2 separate regions of the Sus scrofa genome follow, and region 2 is linked to region 1. The links are chromatin contacts, called in public Hi-C maps. All regions are on one chromosome and are shown on one strand. Each heading gives the region's core, a stretch centred on a gene start, on an enhancer-like site or on the middle of the called end of the contact. The rest is flanking DNA. Distances are from core to core; before and after follow the strand shown.

The links. A called contact is a pair of places that touch in the nucleus more often than the background predicts.
Region 2: a Hi-C map of fetal liver shows a contact between it and region 1, with 2.4 times the contacts expected there. The contact joins the promoter of CLASRP here to the promoter of TOMM40 in region 1. A contact is called at or near these places in 4 of 5 promoter capture datasets (fetal liver, fetal skeletal muscle and liver), 14 of 47 Hi-C or Micro-C datasets (alveolar macrophages, blood, embryonic fibroblasts and 7 more) and 2 of 2 datasets of contacts at active chromatin or transcription factors (alveolar macrophages and skeletal muscle).

What each region holds. Positions count from the first base shown.
Region 1 is chr6:51,357,607-51,362,419 of Sscrofa11.1, forward strand. It overlaps TOMM40 (translocase of outer mitochondrial membrane 40), which reads left to right and starts at 2,550. Exons shown (of 9, transcript NM_001315748.1): 1 at 2,550-2,830; 2 at 3,607-3,674; 3 at 4,113-4,205. The coding sequence starts at 2,557. It also overlaps a transcript of NECTIN2 not described here.
Region 2 is chr6:51,479,029-51,484,308 of Sscrofa11.1, forward strand. CLASRP (CLK4-associating serine/arginine rich protein) reads left to right here and starts at 1,451. Exons shown (of 22, transcript XM_021094518.1): 1 at 1,451-1,549; 2 at 2,527-2,654. The coding sequence starts at 2,556. It overlaps RELB (transcription factor RelB), which reads left to right. Exons shown (of 12, transcript XM_021094521.1): 12 at 505-1,322. The coding sequence ends at 890.

The DNA of each region.
Region 1 (4,813 bases), core at 1,300-3,799:
TCTGACCCAGAGAAATGGGCCATGACAATGGAAACACCTTGACTCTTGAGGGGCTGGGGAAGGTATGTTTCTGCACAACCTCTCACCCAAGGACCCCTAAGACTGTGACCTTAGATCATACCTCTCATGTCTCACCATCTCCAGATCCACCCCCCAAAAAAATCCCAAAGAAGACCCCAGATCGCTGATTTGTCCTCAGACGGTGACTCCCAGTAGGTCTGCTGGGGTGGGTGTTGGGGGCATCCTGCTGCTCAGACCTGAGCCCTCCAGGTGGCAGAGCTCCTCTCACCCAGTCCCCACCCTGCCCCCCAAAAGTGGAAGGGAGGGGAGTCCCCAGCTCAAAGCAGAACTTCCCCATCTCCTCCCTCCTGCAGGCAGGAGTCTCAGGGTACAGACCCTTCCCTGAGCCCCCACTACCCCATTTCCTATCTACAGGGAACTAAGCCCCAACTCAGGGCTACATGGGGTGAGCCTCATGCTGAGTGTGCCTTGCTGACCCCAGCCTTGGGAGAATTTGCTGTTACTTTGAAAACTACTGAGTCCCTTTACTCCTGTCCAGTGGGATTGGACCAAGCATCTCCCTGGATGGGAAAGTGGATCACCTGGGTTTGGGGATGTGATATTGTTTTGTAATAGAGCATTTCCTACAAGATACAAGTTTGTACTTTGACCAGGTCTCACCTAGTGTTTTTTTTGTGGGCTGTGAAGGGGATGGAGATGGAACAGGATGGGAAATGAATAGGGGGCTGAGGACTTGAGGGAATCAGTAGACCAGAAGTCAAGACAGGTTACAGACAAAAAGAAAAAGGACAAAAGATATGACAAAGATAATGGAGGGCCTAAAGAGCAAGAATGCATAAGCCAAAAACGTAGTGATGGGTAATGGAAGGAGAGGGGAAGGAGTCCAGGCATGGTGGTTAAGGAAAAGGAATCCTCAACAGTAATCTAATGAATAATAGACAGAAATAAAGGGAACAAAGGAGAAATAGCAGTAATTAAGTACGAGGGGCTTGGGCGTAATGAATAAACGGCAATAAAAACAGGCCAAAAGCAAAAGTATTAATGTTTTATTTCATTTATTTATTTATTTATTTATTTATTTATTTTCGTCTTTTTGCCTTTTCTTGAGCCGCTCCTGCGGCATATGGAGGTTCCCAGGCTAGGGGTCGAATCAGAGCTGTAGCCGCCGACCTAGACCACGGCCACAGCAACGCGGGATCCAAGCCTACACCACAGCTCACCACAACGCGGGATCCTTAACCCACTGAGAAAGACCAGGGATCGAACCTACAACCTCATGGTTCCTAGTCGGATTCGTTAACCACTGCGCCACGACGGGAACTCCAGTATTGTTTTAATAGGAGCTCAGGGCACGATGGGTAATAGATCCGAATGAATAAGCCAGGGACAGAGGGATGAATAATGGAGCTGATGTGTAATGGACCCAAAACTAGATGCTCAATTAAGGAAGAGCTAGAAGAATGAAGGGAATGAACGGGCATAAAGGGGCTAAAGGTAGTACAGGCAACCAAACTGAAATGAATGGGACGGAAGGCATGCTGGGTAATGGGACCTGAATGAATGGGCCAAAGATAGAAGCCGCAGCGACTTGGCCAGGGGTGGGAGGAGACCCAGAAGACATCATGGGTAACGAAAGGGGTGGGTCTACGGCAACTGTCCTGTTAAATAGGTAAGGGGCATTGTGGGTAACAAGAAACAGGACAGGGTTCATGTAACGGGTTAGAATTCTCCCGTGGCACTGTGGGAACGGCCAGCACTTCCGGCTTTCGGTCCGCGACTCAGGACTAGGGGGCCGCCCCTTTGCCGCGAAGCCTGGTGGGACGCGAGGCCTGACCTTGCTGCCTAGCAGCCTCTGCCGCGCAACCCACCTTTATCCATGTCCTTTGACCCCGGCACTTTAGCCAATGAACACACCAGATAGATTACGTCAATAGGGTAGGACCTTGTACCTGCCGGAGCCAATCAGGATGCGTCAAGGACCAAGGCCGACCAATAAACATGGCAACTTCGCCGCGGGGCGGAGTCGAAAGTGTGGGGGGGGTGACTTCTGGAAAGGGGCGGAGGCGATACGTCAAAAGGGCGTTGCAAAGCAAGCAGCACAGGCCAATGGCGGGCGAGCACCGGAACCCGCGGCATCGCGAACCAATCGGCGTGGGCTCTCCAAGCCAGTGGGAAGGACGGGGAGGTGTGCTTTGACCTGTCTGCGAGTGGGAACCAACAGAAAAGGACGTTCCAAGGAAGTGGGTGGAACTCTCATCCACGACACCAATAGTAAGGCCAGACCCTGAAGCCGGTGGGCGGACGCAAGGGCCCGTTAAACCAATGGACTGGGGGGGGCGGGGCGACGGTGGCGGCGGCGGCGGCAGCGGGTTCGGTTGCGCGTGGCGCACGGGGTGGGAGCGGAGCCCAGACCGGGAGGAGGCGCTGCCGCGGGTGAGAACCGGGGTTACGAGCAAGGGGGTGTTGGCTGGGGACAGGGCTTGGAGCCCGTGGGCCTTGACCTCTGCCCTCTGACCCTTCCCTTTGCAGGCGACCATGGGGAACGTCTTGGCCGCTAGTTCGCCGCCTGCAGGGCCGCCGCCGCCACCTGCGCCTCCCCTCGTGGGACTGCCTTCGCCTCCGCCCTCTCCTCCCGGCTTCACGCTGCCGCCGCTCGGGGGCGGCCTGGGCGCTGGGGCTGGTACAGGTCGAGGTTCCGAACGGACCCCTGGGACTGCGGCCGCTAACGCTGGAGGGACCGGGGATGATGGGGCCTGTGGCTGCCTGCCCAACCCGGGCACGTTCGAGGAGTGCCACCGGAAGTGCAAGGGTGAGGGGCTAGGGGCCCGGCGGGAGTGTGATGGCCCGGATCTCGGGGGGAGGGGGAGAACACTGAGGACCTTGGGAATTGGCACGGACCACTGGAATCATTGAACACAGCGTTAGGAGCTGATGTTGGAGTCGAATGGTGCAACGTTGAACTCGGGGCTTAGAACGATGGGATCAAATGGTGGAACCTTGGGATGGAATGCCAAGGCAGCAGAGAAAAGCTTTAGGGACCTCAGGAACCCCAGGAATCAGCCAAGCCAGCCTCATGTGATCGTGAGGGAAACTGAGGCCCAAGGTCACCGTGACAGCAAGGGGCAGTGGGGGTAGAAGCCAAGGCTTTTGGATCCCGATGTGGAATAGTTATGATGGAAGAGTGGTGGCCACATCCTGAGCACTGGCACTCAGTACGTGTTAACTCATGAAACCCTTGCAATAGTTCTATGCGGTGAATATCCTCAACTTCCAGTTGATAAAATTGACAGACTGAGATGAGTTGACGTGTCTCCTGTCACACTGGCAGTAAGTGGTGGCCCTGGGATTTGGATGTAGGCAAAGGCCTTGATCCTGAGCACATCAAAACACTAGGCTGTTTTGCCTCTGTATTGGTTGGGGTACTTTGCAATGTGTTGCTTGTGGGTACCTGGGGAATGGAGAGTGAGGATTCTAGGGAAGGAAGGCACCTGAGAAGAGGTGTGTGTGTGTGTGTGTGTGTGTGTGTGTGTGTGTGTGTGTGTGTGTGTGTTCGGAGTGTGACAACCAGCATTCTCTCTTTCTCAGAGCTGTTTCCTATTCAGATGGAAGGTGTCAAGCTCACAGTCAACAAAGGTTTGAGTAATCATTTCCAGGTGAGCCTTCCTGGGCCCCTCTTCCTCCAGGGGTCATCCCCCCCATCCCCCTGCATCTGCCCACACAGCCCTTTTATTGCAGCCTAAAGGTGTGGGCTCCTTGTTGCCAGACTAACCACTCCGTGGCGACCAGTGTAGAGTCTGGGGACCAAGAGTCCAGAAATAATGCACCTCACCCCCAACCAGCATCCAGGCAGGAATAAAGTGCCAGGCGTGTGCCCCAGCCCTGGCACATCCCTCCTCTAAGCTTCCAATCTAGTCAGGGCACACCTCCCAGTCTTCATCTTCAGCCCAGCCCAGCCTGATAGGAAAGCTAGATTGACAAGGATCCCGGATCCTGGGCTGGAGGGGAGCTGTCCTAGGCATGAGCTCAGCTGCATTCCTTGGGCAGGGGCGTGGTCCTCGGACTCATCGCCACAGCCCTCCCTCTTTTCCCAGGTGAACCATACAGTCGCCCTCAGCACAATCGGGGAGTCCAACTACCACTTTGGGGTCACGTACGTGGGGACAAAGCAGCTGAGTCCCACAGAGGTGAGCTTCCTTTTGCCATTCATTCATTGTATCTTTCTTGTAACACATAATGCAGCCAAACAGGTAAAGAAGGCTTTGTCAGTAGGAGGTCAGAGCTGCCAAGGGTGTTGGGACGTGCTGTCTGTCTCTCCAAGGTGCCCTGGAGCCTGGGTCATTTCTTCATCCTGCCCTCCACTTCTCAGCCTAGCCCTGTGCCGAGAGAAGCTGAGGACGCCAAGGTCACCAGTGATGACCCAGAGTGGGCAGGGCTGGGCTGTGTGGATCCTTGCTGGGCTTCGAAGGCCAAGCTAGGCATTTCACCTCGGGGGCACTAGGGGGCAGTGGAGAGCCACTGAAAGATTTGAACGAGGGAAAGACAGGCCAAGAGGAGGCCAGATGAATGCTTTGGAACTGGCATTTCTCAAGTTGTCTGGAGGCTATTAAGGGAGTGGAAAAAACTGGGGGCCTGGAAGGAGGTTGGGCCAGGACACGGGTGGGCTTAAGGGACTAAATTAGTCTTTGCTTATGTTAACCATTTCCAGGTAATTTACTCAACCAACCTTCCTTGCACCCCCATTCTGTGCCCAGCCCTGTGCTGGGGACATAGCAGTGATTCAAACAGACATGGG
Region 2 (5,280 bases), core at 201-2,700, 120 kb after region 1:
GGATCTGGCATTGCCATGAGCTGTGGTGTAGATCACAGACATGGCTTGGATCCTGTGTTGCTATGGCTGTGGCTGTGGCCGACGGCTGTAGCTCTGATTGGACCCCTAGCTTGGGAACTTCCATATGCTGCAGGTGCGGCCCTAAGAAGCAAAAATAAATAAATAAAATTTAAAAAATAAAAATAAGCACAAGGACATATTGTGCAGTCCAGGGAATTTTATAATAACTGTGGAATATAACCTTAAAAAATTGTGAATCACTGTGTTGTGCACTGGAAACATACAATATTGTACATCAGCTATACCTCAAAAAAAATTTTATGGTAACCAAAAAGAGAAAAAAGAGAGAATGGTGATAGCTTTTACTGAGGGTTTTCTTCTTGACATTAATGGAGACTGCACTGAAAATGCATTTAGTAACAGACTGGGCATTTGAGTTAGGACCCGGCAGGAGGCTGATCCTCAAAGTCCACCCTATTTCCTTCTTTCTCCTCCTCCCTGCAGGCCCGTTCCTCCCACCGTCAGCGCTGCTGCCAGACACAGACTTCTTCCCAGGCACTGTATCCCTCCCTGGCCTGGAGCCCCCCGGCGGGCCGGATCTCCTGGACGATGGTTTTGCCTATGACCCTGCTGCCCCCACACTCTTCACCATGCTGGACATGCTGCCCCCAGCGCCACCACTCTCCAGCGCTGTCGCGGGCAACGGGGGGGCAGGGGCCCCGGTCGCGGAGCCCCCGGGCCCTGAGCCGCTGACGCTGGACTCGTACCAGGCCCCGGGCTCCGGGGATGGAGGCACTGCCAGCCTCGTGGGCAGCAACATGTTCCCCAACCAGTACCGCGAGGGGGGCTTTGGAAGCGGCCTCCTGTCCCCCGGGCCTGAGGCCACGTAGCCCCTGCGGCACTGGAGGAGAGGCACTGGGTGGGGAGGGTGGTGGAAGGGGCCGTGCAAACCCAACCGGGATGTCCAGCACCCCCATCCCCTTGGGCTGCCCTTGGTCCGTCTTCCGACGTCCTCATCCTTCCTAATCGGACATCTTCAGTGCTGGAGAGAAACGCCGTAGCATCGGTTTCCCTTGAGCCCATTTTACAAATGAGAAAACTGAGTCTGGAGAGGAAAAGGGGTTTGGCTTCCAAATACTAGCTCTTTAAAGTTGCCTCAGCTGGGGTGCCTTCTCCCGGCGGATTCTAAAGTGTAAATAGGGGAGGGGGGCGCAGATCCCTAGCCCTCCCTCCCCACGCCTGAAGGTGGGGGGGGTAATTGTTCACAGTCTTCCCAATAAAGACGAATTTTTGAGCCCGGGGGGGGTCTCATCTCTTCTGCACTTGAGAAAATTCCCCGGCTCCTTGGGTACAAAGTCCCTTGGCTCTCGGTTCCGCTCCGCCCTCCTCCAGGCCCCGCCCCTCCGTCCACACCCTAACCTTGGACCCGCCCCTCGCGTCGGCGGAAGCGCGCCTCCGCCGCACCGTGTCCCCCTTCCCCTCCACCGCCCACTTCCGTTTCCGGTGCGGGCCGCGCGAGAGCGCAGAGGTGGGAGGCGGCGACGAGCCGGTGAGTGCAGGCGGCGGGCCCCGGTCTCCTGGCTTCTGGTAGACGTCAGCCCAGCTTCGCCCTTGCCTCAGCCTCTCTCCGTTCTGCTGTGAACCTCCGCTCGGCCCTGGCCCCGAGGGCCGCCCGCCCCGCACCCCGTCTGCTTGCCGGGCCTCAGGCCTCGCCCTGCCCCCGCCATCGGCCCGAACTCGCGCCGTCAGACCCGCAGCTTGCCACAGGTCCCGCCCCCTTGTCAAAAAAACTTAACCCGAACCTTCAGGTCCAGACCCGACGTTCGAGCCCTGTCCAGATCCTCGGGGCTCTGCCCGATCCACCAGCCTTCCCCCTAAGCTCAGCCCACCCCTTCCTGTCTGCGCGCTCGATCTCTGTACCATCCCCGGCCCCCACCCCCGATTTCGATTCCTTCTTTAGACCTCACCGGCACTCAGGCTTTTCCTTTCAGCACTCCCCCGTGCTCCCCTTCCTCCCCTAAGTGTCTTCCGTTCACGCCCTTCACTTGCCCTCGACCCCATCTTCAAACTACTGCTCTGTTCCCATAAAATCTTTCTACTCTTCCCCCACCTGCCTACATCTCCAGGGCCCTGCACCCCATCCCCACGGATGGCTCTGATGGGAGCCGTTTCAGTTCTCCCCCTCCCTTGGGCTCTAGCCCCAGCTGCTCAAGATCTGCGCCCAGATCTACTTCAAACACTTGCTCTTTCCACTCCAAAATCTCTCATCCTTGATTCTGGCTCCTTGAATAGAGGATACCCCTTTCCCAGGGAGGCTCACTCCAGAATAACCCCGGGGGGGGCAGGGGGGCGGGTTCACGATGGCCAAGCCACTGGACCAGAGTGGTCCAGTATCCGGCTGAGCATCTGGCACACAGTTCTGAAGCTGATGTTCAGGATCAGCTCTGTCACCATCTTGTTAGGTAACTTTGATTCTGTCCATATGGTTTTTCCAGCCCATCTCACACCCCTCCCCTCATCCCTCAGGTTGAGGCCCTACTCTTGGCCTCACCACGATGTGGCACGAGGCTCGGAAGCATGAGCGGAAGCTTCGAGGCATGATGGTGGACTACAAGAAGAGGGCAGAGCGGCGGCGAGAGTACTATGAGAAGATCGTGAGTAACCTTTAATCTGGGCTGGGAGCTCCCCAGGAGGGCGGGGCCTTGGTCATCCTGGTAAGATTTGGGCTTGGAAATAGATGAAGCCAAGAGCCCAGTATCCCCAAGAGAAATTCATTTTTTGGAGCATGATCGTCACTAAAACCTGAGGCATTCAGTTTATTGGCGTATACTGTGCTGTTTGGTGTGGATTCGAGTACAGAGCAGGTGCCAGCAGGAAGAAGGAAAGTCTAACACTCAGAGCAGTCCAGACAGAAGATTGGCCACCTCCAGAATGTTGTCTGTCTTGCTTATTGCTGTATTCCCAGTGCCCGGAAGAGCTCAGCTGTTCTCGGGGTTTGACTTGGCACCCAAAGCAGTGCCCTGGACAGTCACTAGGTGAACTCGGACCATTTCCCTCCCTTGTTTGATGCCTCAGTTGCTTTTGGAGAAAAGACCACACTCCATCCTGTGACCCAAAAGGCCCTTGTGGTCTGGCCTCTCCTGGTCTCTCAGCGTCATCCTTAGGTAGCTCTGCTGGCCTTTTTTCCATTTCTGTCACCACAGGGTGTTGAGCCCATAGGGCCTCCTCTCACCTGCTTAATTGTGACTTGCCCTGGAAACCCCAGCTTGAAACGGTCTAGGGGTCCTAGGTTCAGGTCTCCTGTCAGGTGGTATTTATATAGAAATTTCCATTTACTTCTGCATCACTGCCCCAGCCTCCCCCTGGTGTCCTGGCCTCCAGGCCTGTCCCTGCTAATCCACCCTCCTCGCGGGGCCAGAGGGGTCCTCCCAAAGCAAAAGCTGACTCCCTCTCTGGCTCAGAACTCCATGGCTTCCTAGTTCCAGGCTACTCAACACAGCCTTCAAGACCCTGCATGGTCCGGCTTTTACCACCCGCTCCAGGCCACTCTGCTTCCTGCCTGGTTCCTTTGTCCTGCCGTCAGGCCTCCTCAGCACCTAGGGCTACTCTCTAACAAAAGATGTATACAGGGTTAGCAGTTTGCCTCACTTGCCTCCTGTCAACCAGGAAGTAACCACTGGGCTTAGGGAGAGCCCGTCTCCTGTGGTATCAGACTAACCAGCGTGACCACGAGGTCTCGGTTTGCATCTCTGTTGGTTATAGTCGAGGCCCCGGCAGTGGGCCAGGAGCACAGCACTCAGGAATGAGTAGCTGCCATTTGTTAAGAGCCCATGGTGCGCCAGGCGCCTTGTCTGCTACTTTGGCAGGCCTGAGATTGGTATTAATCCCTGCATTAAAGGTGAGGCTCATAATGACGGCTAATGCTCTTGAGTGTTTATGTGGCAACCACTGTGCTGAGTACTTTGACAGGCATCTCTGTTCCATCAAATTCTCATCCCAGCCGGGAGGTGGTTTGCTTTTTTTTTTTTTTTTTTTGCTTTTTTTAGGGCTGCACCCACAGCGTATGGCGGTTCCCAGGCTAGGGGTCAAACTGGTGCTACGGCTGCCGGTCTGCGCCACAGCCACAGTGGTGCAGGATCAGAGCCGCGTCTGCAACCTCTACCACAGCTCATAGCAACACCAGATCTTAACCCACTGAGTGAGGCCAGGGATCGAACCTGCATCCTCATGGACACTAGTCAGATTCATTTCTGCTGCGCCGTAACGGGAACTCCTGGTTTGCTTCTCATTAGCTCTGTTTTACATGTGAGCAAACTGAGGCTCCGAGAGTCGTGGCCCAGCGTCATACAGCAAGAGGGCAGAGCTGGCTTCTAACCCAGACTCTCTGACCCTGAGCCTCTCTTAGGTCTTCCTCTGGGCTTTCTGCTGTAGAAACAGAAGTTTAGAAAGGCACGGCAGCTTGGAGTGCCCATGTGGCTCATGGGTTAAGGATCCAGCGTTGTCAGTGCAGGGACTTGGGTCACTGCAGGTTCGACCCCTGGCCTGGAAACTTCCCCATGCCTGTGGTGCGGCCGAAAACAAAACAAAGGTACAGCAGCTTATCCAAGGTGACACAGCCAGGAGGCAAAATACTGAAATGGTTAAGCCCTTAGCCGGGCTGTGAGTTCACCTTCCAGTCTTTGCACTTACATACAGCATGACCTTGGGCAAGCAGCTGTCTCTCTGAGCCTCGTTTCCTCTTTTGCATGTGAGATGATGTATCATAAAATCAAATTCGGTTGTGAACAGCAGACGGAAAACATCAGTGGCTTAGACAAGACAGAAGTTTATTTCCTCTTCACATAAGAGCCCAGAAGTGGCCAGTTCTGCTCAGGGACCATTTTGTTCAGCTGTGCATGGCTTCTCTTCCCAGTGTTGTTTTGTCTCAGGGTCTTAGAGGGCTGCTCAAGGAGTTCCCTAGTGGCTTAGTGGGTTAAGGATCTGGCATTGTCATTGCTGTGGTGTGGGTTACTGCTGTGGCTCAGGCTTGATCCCTGGCCCAAGAACTGCCACATGCCACCAGTGCAGCCAAAAAAAAAAAAAAAAAAAAGAGGGCTGCTCAAGCTCCAGCCGCCATGCCTTCTTTCCATCCAGCAAGGAGGAAGAAGGGAGGGAAAGGGGGCCAAGGTTTTCATGCCAGTTGTTAAGAAAGCTTCTAGAAGTTTGCACATGACATGTCCGCTTATATTCCACTGGCCAGAAAGTAGCCCCACGGTCACACACAGCTGCAAGGGAGGCCGA